Linked DNA regions of Rattus norvegicus: all the other regions are linked to region 1. The links are chromatin contacts, called in public Hi-C maps. All regions are on one chromosome and are shown on one strand. The core of a region is the stretch at or near the end of the contact, and the rest is flanking DNA. Distances in the headings are between cores, read along the strand shown.

Region 1 (3,246 bases), core at 345-2,844:
GGGTCAGTGGTGCTAATGGATTAGGGCAGGGCAAAGCAAGGCCTAAGCCCAGCTCACCTGCCATGGGCAGCAAGGTCTGCAGCTGCAGCTGCTCCACACCTGCCTCCTCAGGAGCCAGGGCTAACTCCGACTCAGGCTCAGCCTCCGGTTCCCTGTCCCCATCCCCTGCCTGATTCAGCTCTGGGTTGCAATAGTTGATGTACTGGTACAGTGGCCGCAGGCGCTGGGCTTTTCCTGCAAGAACCCAAGGCACAGCAAAGGCTGGAGCACCAGGCTGTGCCACGTCAGACTCAAAGACAAAGGGAAAAACAAAAGCCCAGGGATTGCCACTCACGCTCCAGCCCCAAGGTCTCTGTGGGTGCAGATGCGCTGGCCACAGCTGGGGGCACAGGAGCCCCTACACTCTTGCGTTTCTTGGCTTTTTTGTGCTGTTTAGATGACAGCGAGGATTCACTGTGGCTGCCTTCTGGCTCCTCCTTCTGTAGCAGCAGCCCTGGTGGCAGTTCGGCCTCTGCCCTAGGATGGGCATGGTAGCTTTGCCCTGGGAGGGCTGGGGTACTCAAGCCTGGGACAAGAGGCCTGAAAGAGGTAGGCTTCAGTCTTTGGTTCCTGTGTCTTGAACCTAGGGCTTACCCCTGCCTGTCCACCAAGCCACACTAGAGCTAGTTAACTGTCCATTTCTTAGTGAAGTTCCAAACCCAACAGGGGCCCAGCGTTCAATGGTAGCTAAGTCTCCTACAAGACTAAGAAGCCCCAAATCCACACCCCCGCCCCAACTGTTCTAGAGAAACAGGAGCTGGAGGTGAGGGCATTAGAAGAAAACAAGGTTCTTTGCCTTGAAGGAATTGGGATTTAGGAATCTCCAGGTCTAAGACCCACCTCCCCAGCCTTTCCCCTTGAAAGCCCTCTCACTTTCTCTTGGGCCCATGAGCTGGCCTCACGATGGATGATGTAGGCTTGGGTCCTCTCTCCTCTCCTGCTTCCACCCCTGGATTGAGCCCTTCCTCTCCCAGGTTTATTCCTTCCTCCTGGAGCTCTGGCTCTAAGCTGTGTCCTACTGGACACCTGTCTTCACCTGGAGTGCTGCAGGTCTCGTGTGCTGGCACCAGACACTCTTCTGTTCCTGGACACTAGAAGACATACATAGGTAACTGATAGCCCATGGTCAGGCAAAGCCCAAAGCTGCTGCAACTGGGGCATCTCTCTTGGTTTGGGGGCCTCTCCTAACTACATATTGGCCACAGAATAGGAAATCTTAGGTCCCTCTACCTGCAGGACTTGGCCTGGCAGTTAGAAGGTTGGGTCACCTAGAGTCCTGCTCTTCTGCCCTACCCCTCCTCCTCCTGAGCTTTGAAATGCCCAAGTCACCTCAGGGATCTCTGCAACCTGGGCTAACCCTACTGCTGCCCCATTCTGGGCTTCTGGCTGCCTCTTGGCCCCTGCTGAGGCCATGGCAGGAATCAATGCATCCCTCGACGGTTGCTCAGAGAAGACCGCAGGCCCAGAGCAGGGCTGGACCGGTGCTCAGTGTTGGTAGGGGAGACAGGTTGAGAGGTAAGGATCCTGTTGCGACCCGAGACTTAGACTCGCTCCTCATCTGGAACTACAAACCCCAGAAGGCATTTCGCCTTAGTCATTTGACCCCTGACCTCAGGAAGCCATTTGTTGCCAAGCAACAGCAACTCCTACCGACTTGCTACAGTTGGCGGTAAAACTGCTGCAGTGAGAGTCCACGCTGGGGCTTTGCAGGGGGAGGGGCCGCGAACCCCTCAGGGCCGTGTGCTAGTCGCGGGGCGGTGGTACGGGCTGAGCTTAGGAAACGAGCGGTAGTCGAGGGGTGGGGGTCAGTGATGGGGGGTACCACGGGGCTACAGAGCTCGGGTGGAGGGTGGAAACACCCGACAGGGATTAGAGGGGACATTTGCACAGCGCAACAGGTCCTGATGCACAGTTGCAGGGCTACGGTAGGATCATGTGCGAGGGCCCGTCCCGCATCTCTGGACCCATCCCCCCAGACCCTACTCTCTGCCCGGACTACTACCGGCGGCCGGCCTCGGGTGAGTTGCGGGGTGCCGCGGCGGGGCGAGTACCCCGCCCCACCTCTGAGCACGGCTTTCCACCGCGTCTTGCTCTTCAGCCCAAGGACGCCTGGAAGGAAACGCGTTGAAGCTGGACCTGCTGACTTCAGGTCGCGACCTGGACTCCAGCCCTCCTCGTGGCCCTCGCATCAGGCCTGGAGCCCGAGAGATCCTAGAGCGTGGCCAGCGAGGTGTGGGGGACGTGCTGCTGCAACTGGGGGGCATCTCCCTTGGTTCAGGGGTCTCTCCTAAGAGTAAGTCCTTGCAGACGGGGTATTGAGGCATTCATAGGTCAAAAGCAGAGATTAAAATAGGGTGCTTCTTAACCGCCTTGAACCCATTCAGTTAATGTGTTTTTCTGGGTCTTAATTTCTCTAGCCTAAAAGAAGGGCAAAATACTTCTTGCAGGATCAGAGTTCATCCTTCTGCAGAGAGCTCCAGCTTCAAGCTTTCACACCTTGATAGAACAGTTCCCTTAATGCCTACTTTGTGCCAAGCCCTATGGTTGTTAGGAAAACAAGGTTAAAAAGTATGGGAGTTGTCCCAGGGTAGGGTAACACCCAAGGGGGGCTTCCCCTTCACTGAAGAGAAGGGAAGGGGGTAATAGGGAGCCGGATATGACAGGGGCAGGACTGGGGTGGGGGTTACAATTGGGATATAATGTGAATTAAAAAATAAGGGGCTGGGGATTTAGCTCAGTGGTAGAGCGCTTACCTAGGAAGCACAAGGCCCTGGGTTCGGTCCCCAGCTCCGAAAAAAAAAAGAACCAAAAAAAAAAAATAATAAATAAATAAATAAATAAATAAATTTTGGGGAAAGAAGTAAGGGAGTCAATAAACAAGACAGGACATATGTATAATATACTCGGTGATATCATAAAATGTAGAAGGTAATCACAATTTCTGTGTAAGGGAATAAGCTGCTAATGTTGCTGTGTGTATGGCATTCAACTTCCATGTAGAGGTCTTGGTTGTATTTAAGAACTTTGTGTGTGATATTGGAGATTGAACCCAGGGCTTCTCATATACTGGACATCTCCCAGGGGTAGGGTGTGAATCTGTATGAGATCTAGTCTGAGTTGCACAGCCATTCGTAGGGCTGTTCCTAGCAACATTCCTCCCCTCCTCCAGGGAAGGATCCAAAAGACCATGAGAAGGAAAACTTGAGG
Region 2 (3,246 bases), core at 459-2,958, 240 kb before region 1:
TGGCACATGTTTCTACAGTCTCGTGACCTACTAGCAGGCCTCCCAGCGCCTGGTGTAGAAGTATATTGTCTATACGGTGTAGGCATGCCCACAGCCCACACCTACATCTATGACCACAACTTTCCCTACAAAGACCCGGTGGCTGCACTCTATGAAGATGGGGACGACACTGTAGCCACACGTAGCACTGAGCTCTGTGGCCAGTGGCAGGGCCGCCAGTCACAGGCTGTACACTTGCTGCCCATGAATGGGACAGATCATCTCAACATGGTCTTCAGCAATAAGACACTGGAGCATATTAATGCTATCCTACTGGGTGCCTACCGCCATGGCACTCCTAAGTCCCCAACCGCCAGCCTAGGTCCCCCCACCAAGGAATAAAGACTTAGCTGTTATGAATAAGTGCAGTGTGTTCTGGGTAAGGGGAAGGCGGCCTCACCTGCCTGATTTCATGCATCATCTGACCCAGCTCTTGGGGGAGCATGAGGTACAATGGGCTCTGGTAAGGTCTCTGACTGGACTGACAGGGTGAGATGTGTAAATAGATTTTCATTGTCCTGGTTGAGCTGCTAAGAAGCTTGCTCTGTGCCTTCCTTCTCAGGACCTGTGCCAATATTCAGGTCTGGGTATAGCTGTTGGAATGGGAACACAGAAATATGATTTGAAACCAACTTCTGAGTTCTGGTTGGATACAGAAATTTAAAAATAGAGTATGGTGGTGCACGCCTTTAGCTCAGCACTTGGGAGACAGAGACAGGCAGATCTCTGTGTAGGCTACTCTGATCTACATAGTTCCAGGACAGACAGGACCACTGAGACCCTGTCTCAAAAACACAAACAAATAGAATTTGAAATATGGCAGCTGGGGCTGGGATTGTTAATGTAAGAGCTTGGATTCAGCACTAAAGATGAAAGGGGCCTGAGAGATAGCTCAGCATCCATTGAAAGAAGCTGTTTTTCCAGAGGACCATGGTTCAAGTACCAGCACCCACATGGCCGCTCAAAAGTGTATGCAACTCCAGCTTTAGGGGATCTGACACCCTCACAGACATACAGGCAAAACACCAATACACATATAAATAAGTCATACAAAATTTAAAAGTTTAGAGCCAGGTGGTGGTACACATGCCTTTAATCTCTTCATCCAGGCTAACCTTGTCTACCAAGCTTGTTCCAAGACAGACAGGGCTACACTGAGCTACGCTGAAAAAAAGTTTAGGATCTGAAGGAATGACCGTTCATCTAAAGAAGGTTTCATTTGGGACTTTAGAGAGATTGAGAGCTCAGAAGTTAAGAACATTTCTTGCACTTGGAGAGGACCTAGGTTTTGTTCCCAATGCCCATATGGTGACTCACAACCATCTGTAACTTCAGTTCCAGGGAATCTGATGCCCTCTTCCAATCTCAGTGGGCCCCTGGCATGCACATGCCACATTCACTCATACACATAGTTAAGCCTCAAAAGGCTTGATTTCTACTTATTTTTAAGGAGTTGGCTGTGTGCGTATTTTTCCTGAATATACGCATGTGCTTACAGTGCTCGGGGGTGTCAGATGAGATGGAGACAGAGGGACTAAGGCGCACTGTGGAAGGCCTGGCTCAGGCTCAAGCCACCTGGGACTAGAAGCAAAGGCGAAAGTGAAAGAGAAGATGCACAAAGCATAAGCAGCCTCTGAACTAAGTGGGGGGTGAAAGCGAAAGTAGGAAGCGACCCGAAAAGCCCCACAGAAGCCACGACAGACGCCTCTGCTCTGACTTTGCTTTTTAAATCTGATCCACCCATCGAGACCCCCGCATCTCAGTTGGCCTTCCTGCCCGGAGATGCTGAAGCAGGCAGTGGAACACAGAGGAGGCTTCTCTTTCGAGAACTGCCAGAGGTGAAGGGGAAGTGGAATTCAAGTCGCGAGCTGCTAGTGCCTTGTTTTACTGGTGGAGTGGGGGGAACCCTATCCTATGTTGGGTGACCAAGTAGAGGCTTAACCCAGGAGATGAGGAAAGTAGACATGGATTCGGGGACGGATTCAAGGACCCTCCCTAGATTCATAACTGAAATGAGAGCCACCTCAATGTTTCCAGGAATGCGTCCTTGGAACACGTCCTTCCGGGACTTCGGGTCCCTCTTGCACGCAAGACCGGGACTACCATCGCCGGACTTGTGTTCCGTGTAAGCGGGGTTATAGGGCTGGAGGGCTAGAAGGGCAGCCACTGCGAAGATCAGGTGGGCATTAAGGCTGGGCTCTACCTCTGCAGGATGGAGTCATCCTGGGTGCGGACACGCGGGCTACTAACGATTCGGTTGTGGCGGATAAAAGCTGCGAGAAGATCCACTTTATCGCCCCCAAAATCTAGTCAGTATCTACCGGGCCAGTCCCCATATTCAAACATAAGTTGCACTGTCGCTCACGCCTAATTATGTCCCTGCAAGTTCCTGTCCACATCCATAATCCCTTTTTCCCTTAGCTGCTGTGGGGCTGGAGTAGCTGCGGACACTGAGATGACCACGCGGATGGCAGCTTCCAAAATGGAACTACATGCTCTGTCCACCGGCCGTGAACCTCGAGTGGCCACGGTCACCCGTATCTTGCGTCAGACGCTCTTCCGGTGAGGAAGTGAGGCTAAGACGACCCTTAGAGGGGGTATCTGCAGATGGGTGGGGATGACAGGAGGTGAGACCGGAAAAAAAAAAAAAAGCGGGATGCAACCAGCAGGGAGACCGGAAGAAGACATCAAGCTGAGTTCCGGAAGAGACGTCAATTGTAGGCCGCCTGGCCAAAGGAAGGGGTGGGACTCAGACCAAAAAGCAATATAATGGGCGGGGTCTGGCTCCTGCTGACAGTAACCATGCCCACTCTTCCACAGGTACCAAGGCCACGTGGGAGCATCATTGATCGTGGGCGGGGTTGATTTGAACGGACCGCAGCTCTACAGCGTGCACCCACACGGTTCCTACAGCCGTCTGCCTTTTACTGCCCTTGGTGAGCGCTTCCACCTTTTTCAAATGAATCTTGCTCCTGCAACCCTACTTTCAAGGTTTATACCTCAGCAGCTGCAGCTGACTTCAGATGCCCCTTTCCACCTGCAGGCTCTGGTCAGGATGCAGCCGTGGCACTGTTGGAGGACCGGTTCCAGCCAAACATGACGGTGAGCGACTTCTGCCCATTACTTCACGCTCACTGGCGGGGAGTGCCGGAAAAACCCTGGCCAAGTATAGAAACAAGGAAGGCTTGTAGGGGTAAAGGTGACTAC
Region 3 (3,246 bases), core at 352-2,851, 190 kb before region 1:
AAAGTGAATGTTTGTAAGGATGATTGAGTCCCTTGTGGAGGTCCTGAGGCACACACATTTCATGCTGAGATCAGTTTCTGGGGGGTGGGGGGTGTCCCTGCTTTAGCCAGGAGGGCCACAGCCAGGAGAAAGGAACCAACTTGTTGTAAATATAAATACCTTTAATGAAAAGTGTGCATATTCTGCAGAGCTCACATGGCAGCCACTCACTGCATGCAGTGATGGGAGGCAAGGGCACTGTTGGCTGGCCAACCAGACTGTTTAGGCCAGAGGCCCCAGGAGGCAGGCAAGCGCCAGAGCAGCAGCGAGCAACGCAGGGGCTGGGGCTGAAGCCAGGGCAGGAGCTGTGGCCCGTAGTGTCTCCTGGTTGGTCTCTGGGCCAGCAATCCGCTCCCGAACACTCACAGGAGCGCCACAGAGGATGTGCAAGTTATCTGGGTGTGGGGCACGGCGAGCTTCTTGCTGCAGTGACTCCCACACTGCAGCAGCCTCCTCTGGGCAGCCTGACAGGACCCGAGAGGCACAGGCGTGGAATTCATTCCAGGATCTGTTACAAAATGGGGTTAGGGGAGTTAGAGCACAAAGATTTGGACTGGGAAGAGATTCGGGGCTCTGAGGTGGTGGAATGGTAAGCACAGATTGGGTCGATGCCTCCCACCGACCTATTACCTCCCACCTGCTGGTACCTGCAGACGGTCTGTAGCTCGCCTCCTCGGCCCATGCCATCCCCCAGGCGGATGAGACATTCAGCAAAGCCTTGGTATATGGTCTCACAGCGGTTTGGGCCCTCAGAGGCCACTGCTGGGTGGGGTACAGATTAGGAGTGGGTTGGGAATGGAGAATGGTTAACAGTGTGAGCTAGAGTCCATTTGTCAGGACCTTGTTTACCTGATACTGCCCTGGAGACATGACTCAGCGTGAAAGAGGTGCCCCCAGGGAACTTCAGGGTAGCTGGAGATCACTTGTCTTAACTCTCAAGGTGGGATTTGGACTGTGGTGTACGTGGAAGTGCGAGATATGGGAACAGAAAGGGAGTGTTGGGTCCCAGCGCTTAGTTCCTTCTCTAGTTCCTGAGACTCTAGGTCAAAGACAGGGATTCAGGGGTATAGGGTCCAGAAGCATAAAGTCATGGGCAGAAGGCAGTCATCCTAGTCTTCATGTGCTTCACCTGGCCCTTTCATTGCCTCTCTAAAGACAGTGTCTGCTGAAGCCGAGCAGGCAGAGTGGGGATCAAAGCCAGCCAGTCACTCTACGCTCAGGGATCCATGGCCTAAGCTCTACTAGGGGGTCACATGCTCCCTTTGCCAGAAGAGGGGCTACAGAATTGAAAGGTTCTTCCCAGACAACTGGGCTGTTTGCACAGTACTTTCCCTCCTGAAGCCACTAGCACATTTTCCTAGAGCCCTCAAAGCTGATCTCCAACTCCTTTACTCCCATACCCTATACCCAGTCTGGCTAGGACCTCTGAGGTTTGTAGCCTGGGCCCAGGATGCTCACACTCACCGAGTGGCAGTAGCAGCAACAGTGTCAGGGCACAGGGTAGCCGCTGACAGCGGCGGCGCCAGTGGCAGTGGCAGCAGTAGCACATCATCCCTGGCTGTAAGCCTAGTGCAGAAGCTAGAGGCTTGGAGAGCTGCCTGTGGACCCAGCCCCCAGAGGAAGGGATTCTGATTGGATGGGAGCTGGAGGCGGAGCATCTTCCCAGCTGTCAGCCCCACCTCTAGCATCCAGAATAGGCAGAGGAGCAAGAAAGAACCCCAGAGGGTAAAACTGCCAGGAGAGGAGGCAAAGGTGATGTTGAGCTGGCTCTAGGAGCTTTGCCTGAATTTGACAGAAGAAGTGTGGGTAGGGAGTGTATCAGATGAGAATGAGTGCCAGGGACCCCAGGTTGGGTTTAGACATACCTCCCCAAAGGGAGGAAAGAATAGTCACATCAGAGACAGACTAAACCACACACATACTTTCTTTTATTCCAAAAGCCTTTAATTGAATTTCTCAATGTTTTTCAAAAACAAAAAGATCCAAATTAGAGGTAAAAAGGAACATGGAAAATTCAACTCAAGTGGTGTCACGATCTTGGGGTCATGCTTCAGGCATGGCAGGACCCAAGAAGGCACAATACCTGCCCTGGGCCCAGCCTAACCCTGCTGGTTACCACAATCAGTAGACCACTGCCAGTGTGCCCGGCTGCTTACCTCCCTCCAAACACCAGAGATGAAGGCCTGAGCAGGAAAACAGCAGACACGGCCCTGCCTTGACCTAAACCTGCCAACTGGCCTTCAGTGTCACCCCATCCCTGTTTAAATGGCTAAGGGAGGCTAGGGGTCACAAGGCCGTGTAACATTAGGCTGAGGCGGCGGGCAGCTTTGCCAAGTGAGTTGTGTGGATCAGCCTGCAGGAACTGGAAGAGCTTCTGGCGCACCTGAGCCATGACAGAGCCCATGTGGTCTCGAGTGATGGGATCGCTGTGGTCCAGGTGCATCACAGCCTCTTCCAAGTAGCTGGGGATAGGGGAAAAGGCAGGCTATAGCTGGATGCCAGCAGAAAGGAGTGCCCCCTGGTGGCACTAAAGCCCAGAGGAATAATGAAAAAGAAACTTTCTAAGCCTCATATGGGAACTGGTGGAGAATATAGGTAGAAAAATTAGGGCTGGGAGCAGGTAAGAGTGAGTTGTCTGCTATGAACTGTTTGTTATCTATCCCTACCTCTAGGCTCATCTTCTGGTCCCTGACTGACTGCCCCACTCACCTGAGCTTGAGGTCACTTCTAGTTCCAAGGTCAGATGCTAGCTGCTGGATTAGGGAAAGGAGAACGGGCTGGGACAGTGGACAGGGCGGCTGCCCAAAAACCTGGGCTGGGTCCACAGTTTCACACACATACAGCACCAGGTTGAGATCAGCAGCAGTCAGAGCCTGGGAGTAGAACAAGACAGGATGCTAATTTATACCTAATACGAGGGTGGAATGCTTTCTTATCTGAGGTGTATGGCCTATGGCCAGAAGACCAAAGTTGGATTCTGAGTTCCAGAAGTGATGTTCAGAAACTCTGATGGGGCTGTATGGCTACTTTAGAAAATCAGATTACAAAGTTTTCCTCAGAAAAAGTGGGTTAAGGTAGAAGAAAAGTGGTCTAGCATGAAGGAACATGAAGGGGCAACGGATTGGAGAGCCAGAAAGTATCAACGAGCCTGATGGACAGTCCAAAGACTGCTGGGGAAGCGGGCAAATGGTGTGTGCACCTTGTCTG
Region 4 (3,246 bases), core at 375-2,874, 140 kb before region 1:
GAAAAGCAGAAAGTAGTCATCCATGCCCACATTCTCAGCTCTGAAAAGGCAAATAAAGAAGCATGAGTTTGTACAAGTTCAAAGCCCGCCTGGTGTATATGGTAAATCCCAGGCCAGCCAGGCTATGTAGCTGATCTCAAAAAGAGGGATATAGTAAATATGAAGTTTGTTTGCTTAAGTGTTTGTTTGAGGTAGTGTCTGACTTTGTACCCCTGGCTGGTTTGGAACTCACTATGTGGACCAGGCTGTCCTCAGGTGGCAGAGTGCTGGGATTAATGACATACATCACCCTTCCAGGCTAAAATAAATCTCAAATTCAATTTAGGTAATTGCTAGTGGCCATGACATTTTATCCACAAAGACCTAGTAAATTTAGATAGCAAGAGATCAAATCTAACTGGTGAGTAATTCAGGTGGTAGAGTGAGTTCAGTTGCTTGTGGAGCATGCAGGAAGCTCTAGGATTGATTGCTAGTGCTGCAGAAATGGTGCCTGGTGTTACAACGCCGTTGGAAGCTAGAGAATCAGAAGTTCAAGATCATCATCAGCTGCACAGTTAAGTCTGGACGTCATAAAACCTGTCTCAAAACAAATTAAAAAAACAAAACAAAACAACCCAAGACCTCTAAAGAAAATAATAATTTAAACTGGGTGTGATAGAAAACAACTGTACTCTCGATCTCTCCTGCTCTTGCTCTTTACCCTCCCCTTTTCTCCCCTCCCCCTCCCTCCACGTGCTCATAGCCAGCCTCTACTCCTCTACACTTTCTCTGTCTCTACTCCGTCAACTCCCCTTCCCATGCCCCAAATAAACTCTACTCTATACTAAAAAAAAAAAAAAAAAAAAAAAAAAGGAAGAAAGAAAAATAAAAAAGAAAGAAAGAAAAGAAAACACTGTAATCCAAGCAAACAGAGTAGAAGCAGGTTTAGGAGTTCAAGGTCATCTTAGACTGTGTAGGGATTTTGAGGTCAGCTTGGGCTACCTACGACGCTGTTTCAAAAACAAAAAGTACCGGCGCTTGTGAGTGCGAGTGTGCTTGCGGGTGGGATTATCAAAATGTAGCCATGGCCTACATTTGCAACGGGAGGATTCATGTGATGAAGGCAAGAGGGATGCCTAGAAGAGTTTGACCCTACATGAATGCCTGGTGTCTGAAGAGACCAGAGAGCATCAGATGCCCTGGCATTGGTGTTTCTGACAGTTGTGAGCTTCGCATAAGGGTTCAGGTCCAATGCAGGAGCAGCAAGTAGACCTTACAGCTGAGCCATGTTCTAGACCTCTGGTTCTTTAAGATTATTATAACCCTTAACTTTTTTTTTTTTTTTTTCGGAGCTGGGGACCGAACCCAGGGCCTTGCGCTAGCTAGGCAAGCGCTCTACTTTTTTTTTTTTTTTTTTTTTTTTTTTAATGAGGAAACCATCTGTTCTGAACTGGCTCCATGCTTTTCCCCAGGGTTAACGTGAGACCGCCTCCAAAATCAATTTATGATCATGTCAGACCCGGCTCCCCAGCTGTCGGACTACAGTTCCCGTGGGGCCATGTGGTAGCATCGCGAGACTTCACTCAAAAGAGGCGGCGGGAATGCGGTGCTTGCTGCAGCTAGAACAGTTAGGAGGGGTGGGATCCTGAACATGGCGGATCTCAGTAGTCCCGACGGCGACCCGACCATACGTACGCTCTTGCGGCACGTGCTGGATACAGCGGATTCGCACACTCCGAGACGACGCCAGAGCACTCAGACGAAGTATGTGAGGGAGTTGTCCGAGCAACTAGGATGAATGGGGAGTGTTTGTTTGCGTTTGAAAAGTAGAACTGGGGGTTGGGGATTTAGCTCAGTGGTAGAGCACTTTCCTAGCAAGCGCAAGGCCCTGGGTTCAGTCCCCAGCCCCGAAAAAAAGAAAAAAAAAAAAAGTAGAACTGAGCCTCAGAGTAAAGTCTGAGATGCTGAGATCTGACTCTGTTCCTAATCAAATTAGTCTCAGCTATGCTGTATGTATGCTCCAGGGTGAGTGCTCCCAGGTGAGACCAGAGTCTCACAACATTGCTGGATCTCTAGAAGCAGAGGGTATGGCTCTGTTTTAAACGCTGTTTCACTCAACCCAGACTAGGGTTGTACTTCCAGATGATTTCACCTTTCCCAACACATACAGCCCTACTCTCTGAGGCTCCCATGGGAGGTCGGGAGGCAGGTACTGGAAAGATGCTTTCCTAGAGAGCAGGGCTTTGCCCTGACTTTGAGCGTCTTGGCTTGTGAACAGGAGGTACCGAAGTATCTACCAGTCTGGAAGAATGCCATCCTCAAGTGGAAACTTGTTCATGATAAGGTGGTTTTTGTTTTTTTCTCTCCAAAGTGCTTGCTAGTGATTAATCCCAGGATCTTATGCCTGCTAATTATGCACCACCCGACCACCGAGTGTCATCTCCTACCTTTTTGGTATTTGAGACAGGGTCGTACAAAGTTGCCTTGGCTTGGCTTGAAACTAGCCCAAACAGGCTTTGAAGACACCATCCTCCTTCCATAACCTCCCTCATAGTTTAGGGATTAGAGGGTTGGTAACGCCAGACCCTTATTCACTCAAGATGTGGCATTATTTATTTACTACCAGTTTGTGAGACAGTGTGTAGGTCAAAGGACAACATTCAGAGTCCATTCTTGCCTTCCAATGTGTGGATACTGGTCATTAAATTCAGGGTACCAGGCTTGGAGGCAGTGCCTTTAACCACTAGGCCATCCAGCCAGTCCCTCCTGCTATGTTTTAGACCTACGAGTAATGAGGTATAAGCTGTGCTTGGGGAACACTGACAGAGTTCTGAGACACTGGACTGGTGAAATTGGGCTGGGGTGACCCATGGGGAACTTAATGTGACACTGACAACTTGAAAGGTTAAAAATAAATTTCCTACTTGGATTGTTACTCTAATGCCCGGAATGGGATAGTCTTCCAATTGTAGCCTATGTGACTAACCTCTACTCAACTATTCTGCTAGACCTCCCTCTGTGAGGCTTTCCCTCACCCCCTGCTAGGTCAGTCATAGTCCTCTGTACCTCAGGGCTACCCTTCCTCCTCTTTCTTGCTGGGGACTATGAAAGGTACAAGTGGTTTCTAGTATTCTGCCTCTGAAGGAGAAGAACGCTTTTTTTTTTTTCTTTTTTCTTTTTTTTCTTTTTCTCGGAGCTGGGGACCGAACCCAGGGCCTTGTGCTTGCTAGGCAAGCGCTCTACCACTGAGCTAAATCCCCAACCCCG

Evidence for each region. Hi-C and Micro-C count contacts between places; a contact is called where the count stands out from the background.
Region 2: a Hi-C map of kidney shows a contact between it and region 1, with 6 times the contacts expected there. The contact joins the promoter of Psmb10 here to the promoter of C19h16orf86 in region 1. A contact is called at or near these places in 9 of 12 Hi-C or Micro-C datasets (the A7r5 cell line, the Rat2 cell line, Schwann cells and 5 more) and 1 of 1 datasets of contacts at active chromatin or transcription factors (oligodendrocytes).
Region 3: a Hi-C map of hepatocytes shows a contact between it and region 1, with 2.4 times the contacts expected there. The contact joins the promoter of Nrn1l here to the promoter of C19h16orf86 in region 1. A contact is called at or near these places in 3 of 12 Hi-C or Micro-C datasets (Schwann cells, hepatocytes and liver).
Region 4: a contact with region 1 is called in a Hi-C map of liver, with 3 times the contacts expected there. The contact joins the promoter of Cenpt here to the promoter of C19h16orf86 in region 1. A contact is called at or near these places in 2 of 12 Hi-C or Micro-C datasets (hepatocytes and liver) and 1 of 1 datasets of contacts at active chromatin or transcription factors (oligodendrocytes).

Annotation. Positions count from the first base shown.
Region 1 is chr19:50,504,853-50,508,098 of GRCr8, reverse strand. It overlaps C19h16orf86 (similar to human chromosome 16 open reading frame 86), which reads right to left and starts at 1,594. Exons shown (of 4, transcript NM_001109129.1): 1 at 1,369-1,594; 2 at 913-1,130; 3 at 335-516; 4 at 1-261. The coding sequence starts at 1,452. Enkd1 (enkurin domain containing 1) reads left to right here and starts at 1,683. Exons shown (of 7, transcript NM_001106180.1): 1 at 1,683-2,057; 2 at 2,138-2,332; 3 at 3,209-3,246. The coding sequence starts at 1,973.
Region 2 is chr19:50,741,754-50,744,999 of GRCr8, reverse strand. It overlaps Psmb10 (proteasome 20S subunit beta 10), which reads left to right and starts at 1,708. Exons shown (of 8, transcript NM_001025637.1): 1 at 1,708-1,877; 2 at 2,077-2,164; 3 at 2,251-2,348; 4 at 2,461-2,601; 5 at 2,860-2,975; 6 at 3,083-3,141. The coding sequence starts at 1,822. It overlaps Lcat (lecithin cholesterol acyltransferase), which reads left to right. Exons shown (of 6, transcript NM_017024.2): 6 at 1-395. The coding sequence ends at 381.
Region 3 is chr19:50,694,636-50,697,881 of GRCr8, reverse strand. It overlaps Nrn1l (neuritin 1-like), which reads right to left and starts at 1,601. Exons shown (of 3, transcript NM_001135006.1): 1 at 1,504-1,601; 2 at 687-801; 3 at 141-547. The coding sequence starts at 1,591. The coding sequence ends at 262. Edc4 (enhancer of mRNA decapping 4) reads right to left here. Exons shown (of 29, transcript NM_001033068.3): 28 at 2,749-2,912; 29 at 1,966-2,501. The coding sequence ends at 2,309.
Region 4 is chr19:50,649,365-50,652,610 of GRCr8, reverse strand. It overlaps Cenpt (centromere protein T), which reads left to right and starts at 1,624. Exons shown (of 13, transcript NM_001024257.1): 1 at 1,624-1,743. The coding sequence starts at 1,631.